Linked DNA regions of Zea mays: regions 1 and 3 are each linked to region 2. A link is a contact called in public Hi-C data. All regions are on one chromosome and are shown on one strand. Each heading gives the region's core, a stretch centred on a gene start, on an enhancer-like site or on the middle of the called end of the contact. The rest is flanking DNA. Distances are from core to core; before and after follow the strand shown.

Region 1 (4,127 bases), core at 303-2,802, 910 kb before region 2:
ATCATTGAGCTAGGCTAAAAATTTAGAGAATTGTTGACTATATTCCAGGTTTTTGTATACCCATAGGTACACATGTACGAGTTTAACGAGTACGTACACGTACCCGTTCTACCCGTTGAGTCCTCTTTTTCTCCCATTAAAAGACTCGCAGGTATATAATTGTGATCAAACATGTCCCCTAATGGAGTAATTACCTGCGGGATAATAGGTAACGAGTCTCTGTTGCCATCTTTATATATGACACGTGGGCTACTCACACTGCCACGTAGACACCTGTTCCCCTTTCCTATTGCGATCTAGATGTACACTATCCTATTCAACCGTAACCCTACGACTAAGGCCCCGTGCGGCCGTAGTCGCCTAGCGCTGCCTCTAGCGAGCCCCATCGCGCCCCCATTTCTAGTGCGCGTTGTCGTGCTGCCATCTCCATCGAGCGTCGTCGCGCTATCATCTCCAAGCTCTAGCGCATGTGGAGCTGGTCCCGGCCAACGATCTCCACACCTACTTGGATCGATCTCCGGCCGGCCTCCGTCACGGCATGTAGAGCTGGTCCCGGCACCTGCACCGCCACGCCTCCGGGTAGTACTCCGACTCCGGGGTGACCAAGTCCAGAACCCCCCGCGGCACGGGCAGGGGCACGGACACCGGGTAGCAAGGGTCGCAGCGTCCGCATTTGGAGGCGCACCGTGGCGGGTGCGACCCCAAGCCGCCTCCCGCGAGCCGCCGGCGTCGTCGTCGTGCGATGTAGAACAGCTCCTGCAACTGCCAAATCCATATCCATCATCAGTGACCGAGCCAAGTCTGAGGAGGCGGGGGCGGGGGGAGGGTGGATTAATTCGGCGAGCAGCGAAGCCCTGGCGTCAACCGCAAGCAAGAGGTGGTCACCGAAGCCGAGCGCAGACACTAGAATGTGTTTTCGTTAGCGAATATATATATATGAAACGAGCTAGACGAGGAATGAACGCACCCCATGAGTCGCCGCCGCCTGATCGCCGGGATGATGGGCTCCTGCTGCCGCTGCCATGGTCCCTGTGTATGGAACTGAAAGTGATCACCACCAGAGTAGAGTAGCAGTACAACGTTGCGCTATGTTTATTTTACGCGCCAGCAGGAGACTGAACAACGCAGCTAGCTCAGCTTACTACACTACCTGAAGCGAGGGCGCCGCCACCCAGTGTCCCCGGGAGACGGCTGCTGCTGGCGACGAAGCAGAGGGGGACGACGAGCGCGACCACCGCCGCGACGCCGAGCGTCCGCGCGGACCCGGAGCTCCTCTTCCACCGCTTGGCCCACCACCTCGGCCTCCCCATGAGCAACCCGATCGATGAACCACTCACTACCCACTGTCCGTATAGCGGCCGACGACCGTGCCGCCGGGCGGAAGGAGACGGCTCTAGCTGCTGAGGGCGTCCACCACAGGACGACCTCGGAGGTAGCTTAATTAGCTCGCTTTGGCTAGCTTGGATCAGGGCTCGCTTCTGCTTGCCTTGGCCGGTGTCGTCGTCTCCCCCGCACGCACTGTAGCCGCGTCACATCGGCCTCGCTCGCACTCCAGCTCCCCCGGCGCAACGCAACTGAGATATAATAGCAGAGCAGCGTGCAGCCAGCACGGGTGTTTGGTAGCCTGAAACGGCTCCGGCTCATTAATTCAGCCGGAGCCCGGAGACCTAATATCACGGCCAGCTTTGCGTGCGCTCCGCAGAACGTGGGCGCACTGCCCGTACCCGTACCCGTATTATTACACCTGTAACACTAACAGTAATACCGCACTTGCTCACATTTCACCTGTAATACCTGCGACCGTCTGGGATTATATGCCAAACACATCTCACAGTTCACACAGGGTGTGCATGCATGGAGAGCCAGCAATAATGGATGCTGCAGACTGCAGTAGGTCCTCTGTCACTTTCCTGCAGGCCATGCTAATGCTGGTCTAGTCGAGCTAGCTCTCGTCGCGGCGCTCATGGGCTCATGGCCGGGTTCTCGTCGTCACGCAGGGCCCTGTTTATTGTGCAGATGTTACTGTTAGATATTTAGTTGTTGATTTTTAGCAACAATTTAGTCCAAAAATAGATATAAAATCGTGACCTATAAACATGTACAAAAATACTAACTAACAAAAATATTCTAAAAAATGGATGCGTGGGGCACGTGTGTAGGGATGAAAACGATCGAAAAAACAACTAAATTGTTTTTGTTTTCATATTTTTTGGTCGGGACGAAAACGAAAACGAAAACCAACGGTCGAAATACGGGATCAGAATTGTTGGTTATTCGAAAACGATAAACTATAGTCGGAAAGATAATTATTTTGTAGTTTTAACAAAAACATAATAAAGTGATGTATTGTCTAAATTTTAAGATTTAGAAATACACAAACAACTCTTTTTCATCATTCATAATAGTTGGAGTAATTATAACATTTGTTTTTCGCTTATTCATTCACTTGAACACAACAAAAGTTTATAACTTAAATAAATTATATGCTAGATCTATCTCATATTATATAAAACGGTATTAGCACGACTCGGAAACGAAAAATACGAAAACGATCGAAAAACTAGCTAAATCGTTTTCGTACCGTTTCTAATCAGTTCCCGAACAATTCAAAAACGATCATGGAAAAACAGTATTCGAAACGGGACGAATTCCCGTCCCGTTTTCACCCTGCACGTGTGGTCGCTAAGCTAAGCAGCTAGCGGTAAATGGTGAGGAAAAGGAAAAGTTTTGATTCTCTCCTGCCAATTCTAAAAAAAAAAGAAAAACTTTGACGGCAGTAAGACACTATATAACTGGCGGGCCGCACCGATATGGTAGTATGGTACAGTTCGTACGGATGAATGCGTTTAATTTTTTCTTCTCCATCTGGGATGGATGAATGAAGGGAAAGATTCAGCGAGATGCCCCAACAAGCAGACACTTGGCACGCATGCAGTCGAAGGATGCCGATGCCCATCGCATCATGTACGAGATCATCGGCTAATCACTACCGGAATCAATAGCTTCGTCGAGTGCTCATGGATCGATCAAAGTTTTCGAGCCGAACATGCATCTGCTAATCTACCTGACTCTGACTACTAATGACTAGATAGCCGTGCATGGATGGGTTGCGTGGCAGCCGAATACGATCAACGGCCATGCACGCACGCAACGCAAACTCCATGGGCTAGCTAGCTGATCGACCCGCTAGCCGCTAGCTCCAACTGAATGAAGAGGACCAGCCAGCACAGCAGGGCCTCCCCCGGATGCGTGCCGTCGTCCCCATCGTCCTGTCCCTTCACCGGCCATGCACTGCGGCCTGTACACGTACGTACGTATGATGTATGCAGTCTGCGCGCTATACGCTGATGCACGCAAGTATGCTTTATAGGGGCTGGCATCGACAGATCGACTCGTAGTCGTTGTCGTCCTCGCCGCGTCTAAACCCTTAGGCTATCTGCAGCGCTCGACGCTACCGCTCCCCTCCCCTTGCATGTCGGCTGTAAAAGGCACCCTACGGCCACAGCGGTGCCCCCTACAGCGCCCTCTACGCGTCGGTCCTCTTCTCTCTCCCCCTAGATCTAGCGTGTCACTGTTCATCACCCTAAACACTATACTTTGGGTCCACGAGTAATTGTTAGTAGATAAAAAAATGATAGTTGGTATAGAAAATGATATTTTATAGTGGTAGTGGGGTATAAGGGAAGTATTTAGGGGGAACCGCTGCGGGAGATGAAAAAATAGGGGGAAATAGGGGGAAAAGTGATATAGGGGGAAAATTTTAGGGGTAACGGTTGCGGATAGCCTAAGACCGTGTTCAACGCATCCCGCCAGCCTCCCCCTCCACTACCTGTGACAGCTACATGCATCCCCCTCGGTGTTCAACGCATGACGCTATATGAGCCTCTACCGGCAACAGTGCAAGGGGAGAGGCCGGTACTCCGCCAGATTAAGGCTGTCCGCAGGCGTTCCCCCTAAATTTTCCCCCCTAAATCTTACTATGCAGCCACGTCAGCAAGATTCCCTCCCTCATATTCACTCGTCCCGCAACCGTTCCCCCTAAATTTTACCCTACATATCCCTCTACTCATTAAATATACATTTCCCTATAACTAACATAACTAACTTCAGTTTTTATTTATATTCTT
Region 2 (4,198 bases), core at 859-3,358:
AGAGGGGGGCCCTGTCCTCCCCATGACCCCATGTCCCCATGTGACACGCACGACGCTCGCTCTCAAGCTCCACGACGAGCAGCGCATGCTCCGTACGAGTCCAACAGTCCAACTCGAAGCAACCTTCAGCCCCATCACAACTCACACGGCATAGTACCGCGATCCTGGGCTTCACTAGGGAAAAAAATTTGGTGCAGCACTGCTGCTAACTAGAGTGTTTGTAGCCCCTCACAAAAATAAGGATAGATCCCACCCGCAGCAACAATAATACAACTAAAACGTTATCTGCTGGACCTGCAGGTGGAGTCTATCCTCCTTTTTGTGAAGGGCTACAAACCACTCTAGTTTGTAGCAGTGCTACACCAAATTTTTTTCCTCACTGGGGCTCCTTCCCTTCCTAGCCTACTCCACTGCAACTGCAAACCTACCTCTCCACAATTCACAATCACCTGGCAGCTGGCATCATTGGTCTAGTGGTTCCATTGCCTGGCCGCACGCACGCGTCCCAGCCATGAGATCCGTCATCGTAGCTGTTGCACTCCCATCGTCAACGCCCATAACCTAATTAGAGCTTGTTCAATTAAATATAAATTGAGGGGAGGAGGAGATTTAATCTACCCCAATCCCTCTTAATCAACTTTTAAGAGCATCTCCAACAATGTCTCAAACTAGTGCCTTAAATTGAAATATGATGCTCTACATAGGAAAAACTACTCCAACAGTGTCTTATTTCATAAATTTTTGTCAAAAAACTATAGGTCATCCTCTCAAGTGACTCAAATATACTACACCGTAGTGGGCTGCCCTATAATCTAGATTTGGGGCTTTACTGTTGGAGCGAGGTGTTTTGTTGGTGCCCTAAATTCTATAAAATATACTTATTTTCAAATTATAGGGCATTTTTATAGGTCACGTTGTTAGAGATGCTCTAACCAAACAAACCCCGCTCTGCTCTTGACACACACGAATTTGGCCTCCTTTTGCGACGCCCGCCTCTTGAATGTCGGTTCTAGAGATGGCAATGGGTACCCAAAACCCGAATACCCGACGAGTTTTACCCGATATGAAAGCGGGTACGGAATGACTTCTCTACCCGTGGGTATGTTAATGGGTAAAAACCTCTACCCGTTGGGTAGACGGGTACGTGTATGGGTTGGTACTACCCATACCCGTCTACCCCGTGGGTAAAATATACCCGCATCAATAGCACTATAAACATCTAATAGAGTCTAACTTAGCTAGAATAAAACTCTTCTCTAATTATCATTTGTCTAGATACTAAGTTATGTAATCATATAATTTGTTATATGTGAAATTGAAGTTGTTTTTATATGTTTCTTTAATATTTTGAGTGATTGGTATATTGGAATTTAATTCTTTCCTAGCGGGTACGGGTTACCCGACGGGTAAAAATACCCGCGCGGGTACGAGTATGGGTAAGATTTTATACCCACGAATATATATGGGTAACTCGACGGGTAGAATTTTTTTTATAGGTACGAGTATGGAATAGTACTACCCGACAGGTATGTACCCGTTGCCATCCCTAATCGGTTCCCTCATCCTTCATTCCCGCGCTCTCTTCCATTTGCTTTACCGACACCGGCATCCTGACATTATTCTATTCTTGAAACTCCGCTTGTTTTCAAGCCGCCGCGTTAGGGAGAAAATGATGCAAAAAACTACACAAAATTATATGCATTTTCAGTTTTTTTTTTCTGTAGGGAGAAAATGATAAAAAACTACACAAAATTTTATTCTTATACGATATAATATTTTTAATAACATGATTAAAGATTAGCACTAAATTATACACCTATTTATATTAAAATATTATATTTGTTATATAACTCATGTTTTAGTAAGATCCGCGCACGACTGAGAAAACGTCATCGACAAACAGGAATCCCGTGCACTAGCGGAGCTGTTACTCTGTTAGGTTGGTCCCTCCATAAACCTGCCTCCCAACGAACCGGACCTGCCACGTAGGCGGGCTCCAACGCATTCCCGCTGCAACTGGCCAACCACGTCGCGCCGCGTGGCGCGCGTGCGTGGAATTTGACCTAATAAATCCAACCATTACCGCGTCCACGCTATATGACGACCGCGTCCTCGTCTAATCAATCTCCGCCTCCCTGCCTCCATACCCTGACCGGACCCCGATCCCGCCGGCGTCTCGCGGAATCGCGGCGGTCAAAGCCTATACGCCACCCCACCTCACGTCGCGCCGCATCGCCGCGGTTTCCGCGTGCTAGTGCTCTCGGGAGCTCGGATCAGAGGGGCGGGCTAGGGTTCGCCAATCGCCAGCGTGGGTACTGCCGTCGGGCGCCGGCGGCCGAGTAGTACGAGGAGAGATGGACGCGTTCCTGCACAGGCTCAAGCGGCTGGACGCGTACCCCAAGGTGAACGAAGATTTCTACAAGCGGACGCTCTCCGGAGGCATCGTCACGCTCGTCGCCGCCGTCGTTATGCTGCTCCTCTTCATCTCCGAGACCAGTAAGTGACTCTCCGGCGGCCGGCAGTTGTCTGATTTGATTTTTTTCCTTTTCCTACTTTGCGGCCTTGTTGGCCCGGCATGGTTGTAGAATTCGAGATGTAAGCTCTTCAAAAAAGAAGCAAAGAAAAGACTGAATTTTCTGAGCTCCTCTTGGGGACTCATTGTTGCTGCATGCTGTGATTATGTGGAGAGAAAAAAAGAGATAAATTTCGATAAGCTACTGTGCGTTTGCATGGTACCGTCTAGATTAATGCAGCAGACTTCTGGGCTTAAGCTCTGGTGCTGTTGACGGTGTATGGAGGGAAGGGATCTGTGTTTTGTTATGTTATGCCGAAATTAGTGTTGAGCATGGACGCGAATCCTAATAATGCATAACGTGGACGGCTATTTATACGCTCTATTTGGGAGTGAGACTCCCAGATGCTGGAATATTTCAAAAAAAGGCTGGATTTTCAGTTGCTTTCGGTTCCTTCAGTTGTCCCAATTTGGTGGGGACAATACTCTTTATCCGGTAGACACCTGGATTTAAGTACTGACGTCTCCTTTTGATCTGTTTGAGTTTTATATTTCTTTTCATGTTACAATCACGTGTGCAAACAATTACATACTGAGGATTAGCTCTACTTTGCTCTTAGGGGATGTTTGAATGCACTAGAGTGAATAGTTAGCGGCTAAAATTAGGTAGAAACATAAACACTAGCTAATAGTTCAGCTATTAGCTATTTTTTAGTAAATTAGTTAATAGTTAGCTAGCTATTTGTTAGCTAGCTAATTCAACTAGCAATTTTTTAGCTAACTAACTATTAGCTCTAGTGCATTCAAACACCTCCTTATTAATTGTGTGTCAGTATTGAGTAAACTCTACTTGAGGGAAAGCTTCTACTTTTAGTCAGGAAATTTGGACTGACACGAACTTATATCACCTTTTCTGGAACCTGCTGTGCTAGTACCTGAGTTACATTTTGGGTAAAAATTCTTTTTGTCAAGTGTTTCCTTCAGAGTACTGGATAATTTATAGCCGTCGCTTGTGGCACACAATTCATATTTCCTGTGGCAAGCTCATGTGTATCCACCTAACATTTGTTCTGAATTTGTGGCAAAGCTGCAAAGTTTAGGCTAAAATGGCTATAGAAATGAGGAATATGTCCATTATCCCAGAATAAATACACCTTACTTTTGCAAGTGTTTGTCCAAAAAAATTGGACTAAATAAGGTATGTAGTTTGGATAGTATTATGCCTTGTAGTTTTCTGTCATTGGCAAATTCTAATGTCCTGTCTTTTAGCGTCCCGTTATGAAATTCATGGCATTTGTCATCTCTTTTTTTGCAGTTCTTTATTGCTCTTTGAAAAACTTAACCTCATCTTGTTTCTACCTCTAAAATCTATGATCTACTGATGTTGTTCCTCGTACCAACATGCCGTTATTGTCAAGGAAATGCTGTTATGTTACATATTGTGCTTAAATAAGTGGAATGAAGCGTCACCTAATGGTTTTTCTGTGTACATAATGTGTTTAGGGTCATATTTTTATTCGTCAACAGAGACTAAGTTAGTCGTGGACACATCAAGAGGGGAAAGGCTACGAGTAAATGTTAGTACTTTTTTTTATCAGTTTAACTGTCTGTAGATTATTTACTTCTATTCTTGTTTAAAGAGACAGACACATACATCTTCATGCGGTAGTGCCTAACAAGTGTCTT
Region 3 (4,229 bases), core at 1,316-3,815, 720 kb before region 2:
AACCGATTTTTTTCTATGTTTTCACAAATATTTTAAATAAAACAAGCTGTTCAAACTTGGTGTCAAAAAAGTCAAACGAATTCCTTTCTGACACATAGGGAGTATGACATAACTATGGTATATTTTACACTAGTCCAATTCAACACATGTTAATATTCAGTTGTAGTGTAAGAGAATAGAAGATTACAGTTGCGTGCAAACCAAAGTTTTTTTTACCCAAAAACATCATGGTATTTGTAAAACCATGGTTTAAAATAGAAAGTTTTTAGATATTTTTCTAAACATATTTTTATCTAAAATACTATAATATGCTTAAATACCACAATATTGTCTTGGGATGAAAAAAATATTGTGGTACTAAACAGAACCTAAATTGTAAAAGTTGCGACACCGGATGGATTGAAGTTAAAGGGCTAGGATCGCATATGTGTATACGTACCTCCATGTGCACATAATAAGCTGCCTAATAAGTTTGCTTCTTCAATATTTTTAAGAATCATGATGAGTTGAGGACCGAAAAAAACTCACCTACAAACATAATTACTCCGTACTAACACACATTGTACACTTAGGGTGCGTTTGGTTGCGGATAGGGGTGGTAACGGGCCATTTAATTTAACATAGCAAATTTAAGGATCGGGTCAAGTTAGAGCCGGATCATAAAACAATACAATTTTGAACTAACAAAATTAAGAGCCTTGTTGGTTTGTGAAGGAAGTATTAGGGTCATGATTCATTATCATCCCTAGTTGCTGGACAGCCAGGACAAGGAAATCTCTGGCGTCCTCTCTGGTGTCTCCAATTTTGAGAGATAACTGTGGATAACACTAGGATAGTTTTGTTCCAACCCTTGACACTGAACCAAACAACCTTATTTAAGGGGTCGTACCAAGCCCGTCCTATCATTGCAATCAAACGCATCCTTAAAGTTAACTAAGGGCGTGTATAATCCAAAGTGAACGTCTAAACAATAAATACAGTCAAAATATAATATATATATATATAGAAATTGAGTAGAGACGAACTCTCGAACTCTTGACGAAGAATCTGTCTCTTCTAGAGACCGCTCAAAAAAACTCCTTATTTAATTAGATTAATAGATTGTACAGGCTCTAAAGCAGATCACTGTAATCGAAGTAGTATCTGTCGAAACCGTCAACGTCGAGTGAGCTGTCGCCTTCGCCCAACTCCCAGTCCAAGCACCCGTCCCACTCCGGCGAGGTCATCCTACCCATGAGCTCTGCTGTCACCGTCGTTGACTGCTCGGCGACGAACTCAGCCACGTCGCACGCGCCAGCCCGCAACTCCTCCTCCGGCGGTGAACTGCACAGATCAGCTGATGTGCGCGGCGGCGGCGTTTGCAATTCCACCGGGCCCGGGCCGTCGTCGTCGCAAGACGGCCAAGGCGAACCGTATTGCGGCAGCTGCAGGCCGTCGTCACAGGCAGCGGCGCTCAAGCCGAAGTCGATGACGAATGGCGCTGGCGCCTCGACGGCGTCGTCGCGGCAGCAGCAGGTGTGCTCGCCGAAGTAGGTGATGAGGTAGGCCGCGCAGGGGTCGGTGTCCGACCGCTGCACCTGCCTCCGGGCCTCGCAGCCGCGGTCGTCCTTGTAGGTGCAGCGGAAGTAGAGCCTGGATGGTTGGTCACGTTTGTGAATTGTGATCCAGCAGTAGAGAGTAGACTGATCGACGAACGACGATCCATGAATATAATGCGAGCCGTCTTGGTTGATTCGGATGTTGGTTCAGAGTTCAGACAGACAGACCTGGGGTAGTTGCTGCCGTGGATGTCCTTCTGGCCGTACTTCCTCCAGATGAAGCCGTCCTCCATTGTTTCTTTCTTCTCCGCTCGTGTCCCCCGCTCTCCACGGCTCATCCTGCAGATTCAGTAGTAGATGATTATACGTTGTATACTTAAGCTGGTAACTAGCTCAAAAGGAGCTATGCTGCATAGTAGTAATTACCTCATCCTCTTGGATCCCGTCGCAGCAGGAGAAGGAGGAGGAGGAGCCAGGCCGCCCTGCCGCTCTGCTGGCTGCTTGCGGCGCTTCCTGGCCGAACTGCTGCAGGCAGCCTCCTCCGTTGCCGCGCCTCTGAGCAAGGCCGCCAGAGCTCGGTCGCAGCAGCGGAGGACCTGCTCGGCCAGATCCCGGAGACCATCATGGGGCGTCGCCGCCGCAGGAAGCTGGCCGAGCATGGCCTTGAGAACGGCAGCCGACTCCCTCCCCTTGGCCACCAGCTCGGTTGCCGCACAAGCCGGCGGCATACTTGCCATCGCCATCGTCATCCTTCTCCCTACCCCTGACTTTCTGGCCGTGCTTATTGAGGATGCCCTTGCCTAGCCTGGCCGGCCGCCGGTCGATCACTTTTTGTCTTTGTGCCGGTTTCGGTTCGGGCGTGGTGTGCTGGGGAAAAGAGCTCCGGGAGCTAGATTTATATAGAGAGGCACACCAGAGTCCAGTCCACCACTGAGCTTTAGCTTGGAGCTAGAGCTTGCTTGCCATTGCCCAAGCGGAGGCAGACTGCTGGACTGCACTGGAATCTTACATATTTGAGCACGTGTCACATTCGCTATTCATGTGCTGTGCTGCACTGCACTACTGCTGCTGCTGTTTGTCGCCTGAGCTCATCATTGACGTCAATCCCACCGTCTATTTTCTTAAACTCTATATTCTATACAATTATACATCATATCTACAATATTAGAACAATAATAATATTTTTCACACTCCCTTATTCATTCATACTGAAGAACTCAGTCTTATTAGACCTTAACAGCAACGTTTGACATGATTAGGCAGGCCTGTGCAGCGCGGAGGGGGGCTGATCAGGCATCCAAACAAACTGCCACTTGCATCATTGTCAACTGATGGCGATCCGTGATCGACTGGCTAGAACCTTCGTTCATAGATGTAGGGTGACTTAAAAATTAGCTCTCAGACTTCAAAAAAAAAAATCGGTCTTGCGTGGAGCTAGCGAGCCGATCGGAACACTAATATACTACTACTATTATATATGCAGTCCATCTCGCAGGTGTGAACGATGGCTCCAGCTGGTGTGCACATGCGTTAGGTTTGATCGATTTGAACTGACCTTACGCGTGAGAATATAGAACAAGAGAGACTAAAACATGCAGGTTCCCAACATGAACCCGTATCATATGAACCTATCCTTATTAGTTCCTAGCCAGTTGTCCATGTTTTGCTACGATTTTTATATATCACATAAATAGGTATTAAGATATTTATTTAAATACAATTATTGTTTATTTCTAAACACTATGGTACGTGTGGTCTAGTGGTTAGAACCAAATTTCCAGACCTAGGGATGTGGGTTTGAGTGCTTGCATTTTTTTTGCGTGGTGTGGTAGTTGCGTCGGTGAGTCGAGTGCTGAGCAGGCGCAGTAGCTGGTTGTGTGGGCGCTGGGATCCACATGATAGTACCTGAGAGAGGGGCGGGAGAACCAGTCAGAGAGCGTGGGGCGAGAGACGGAAGAACTAAACGGGGCGCGTGGGCCGAGCCCAGAGTGTCAGCGTGGAGGGTGAAGCTATGGTAGCACCAAGTGCTCATATTATGTTATTAATAGAGCAGTATATATAAATAGGTATTGAGATATTTATTCAAATTTAATTATTGTTTATTTATAAACACTAAGGTATGTGTGGTCTGATGGTTACCTTAAATGTTTGGAGCAAGTGGGTGTGGGTTTGAGTGCTCGCTTTGCACTATTTTTTGCACGGTGTGATAGCACGGAGGGTGAAGCTGTGGTATCACCGGTGCCCATATTGGGTGTGGATTCGAGTGCTCGTTTTGCACTATTTTTGCATGGTGTGGTAGCACAGAGGCTGAAACCGTGGTATCACTAGGTGCCCATATTGGGTTTTTAATAGATTAGGATACATATAGATATAGATTTGAATGTATCTCTACCAGTTTTAGTTTCCTAGTTACTTCGTAAAATTTGATTAGCATGTGAATCAAACAGGGTAATGGGCTCTAAATTTTACGCTATAAAATTTGATTAGCATGTGAATCAAACAGGGTAATGGGCTCTAAATTTTACGCTATAAAAAGTTAAGGATCAGATAACATCAAGATTCGGCTCTACTTCTATCCATTGTTAACTAAAATTAATTAAAGGCTTAAATAAACTATAAAGAAACATTCAGATCGTGATCCATTACCATCCTTCTTTCCGTTTCCGTTCAAAATCGGAAGAGTGAATAATT

Evidence for each region. Hi-C and Micro-C count contacts between places; a contact is called where the count stands out from the background.
Region 1: a Hi-C map of ear shows a contact between it and region 2, with 3 times the contacts expected there. The contact joins the promoter of LOC100276718 here to the promoter of LOC100193691 in region 2. A contact is called at or near these places in 2 of 25 Hi-C or Micro-C datasets (ear and tassel).
Region 3: a contact with region 2 is called in a Hi-C map of tassel, with 3 times the contacts expected there. The contact joins the promoter of LOC103635797 here to the promoter of LOC100193691 in region 2. A contact is called at or near these places in 2 of 25 Hi-C or Micro-C datasets (ear and tassel).

What each region holds. Positions count from the first base shown.
Region 1 is chr8:121,583,115-121,587,241 of Zm-B73-REFERENCE-NAM-5.0, forward strand. LOC100276718 (EPIDERMAL PATTERNING FACTOR-like protein 6) reads right to left here and starts at 1,553. Exons shown (of 3, transcript NM_001150440.1): 1 at 1,151-1,553; 2 at 968-1,029; 3 at 210-762. The coding sequence starts at 1,310. The coding sequence ends at 532.
Region 2 is chr8:122,496,290-122,500,487 of Zm-B73-REFERENCE-NAM-5.0, forward strand. It overlaps LOC100193691 (DUF1692 domain, endoplasmic reticulum vescicle transporter protein), which reads left to right and starts at 2,109. Exons shown (of 13, transcript NM_001138783.1): 1 at 2,109-2,496; 2 at 4,016-4,089. The coding sequence starts at 2,355.
Region 3 is chr8:121,775,982-121,780,210 of Zm-B73-REFERENCE-NAM-5.0, forward strand. LOC103635797 (probable WRKY transcription factor 38) reads right to left here and starts at 2,566. Exons shown (of 3, transcript XM_008658176.4): 1 at 1,965-2,566; 2 at 1,767-1,877; 3 at 976-1,632. The coding sequence starts at 2,287. The coding sequence ends at 1,113.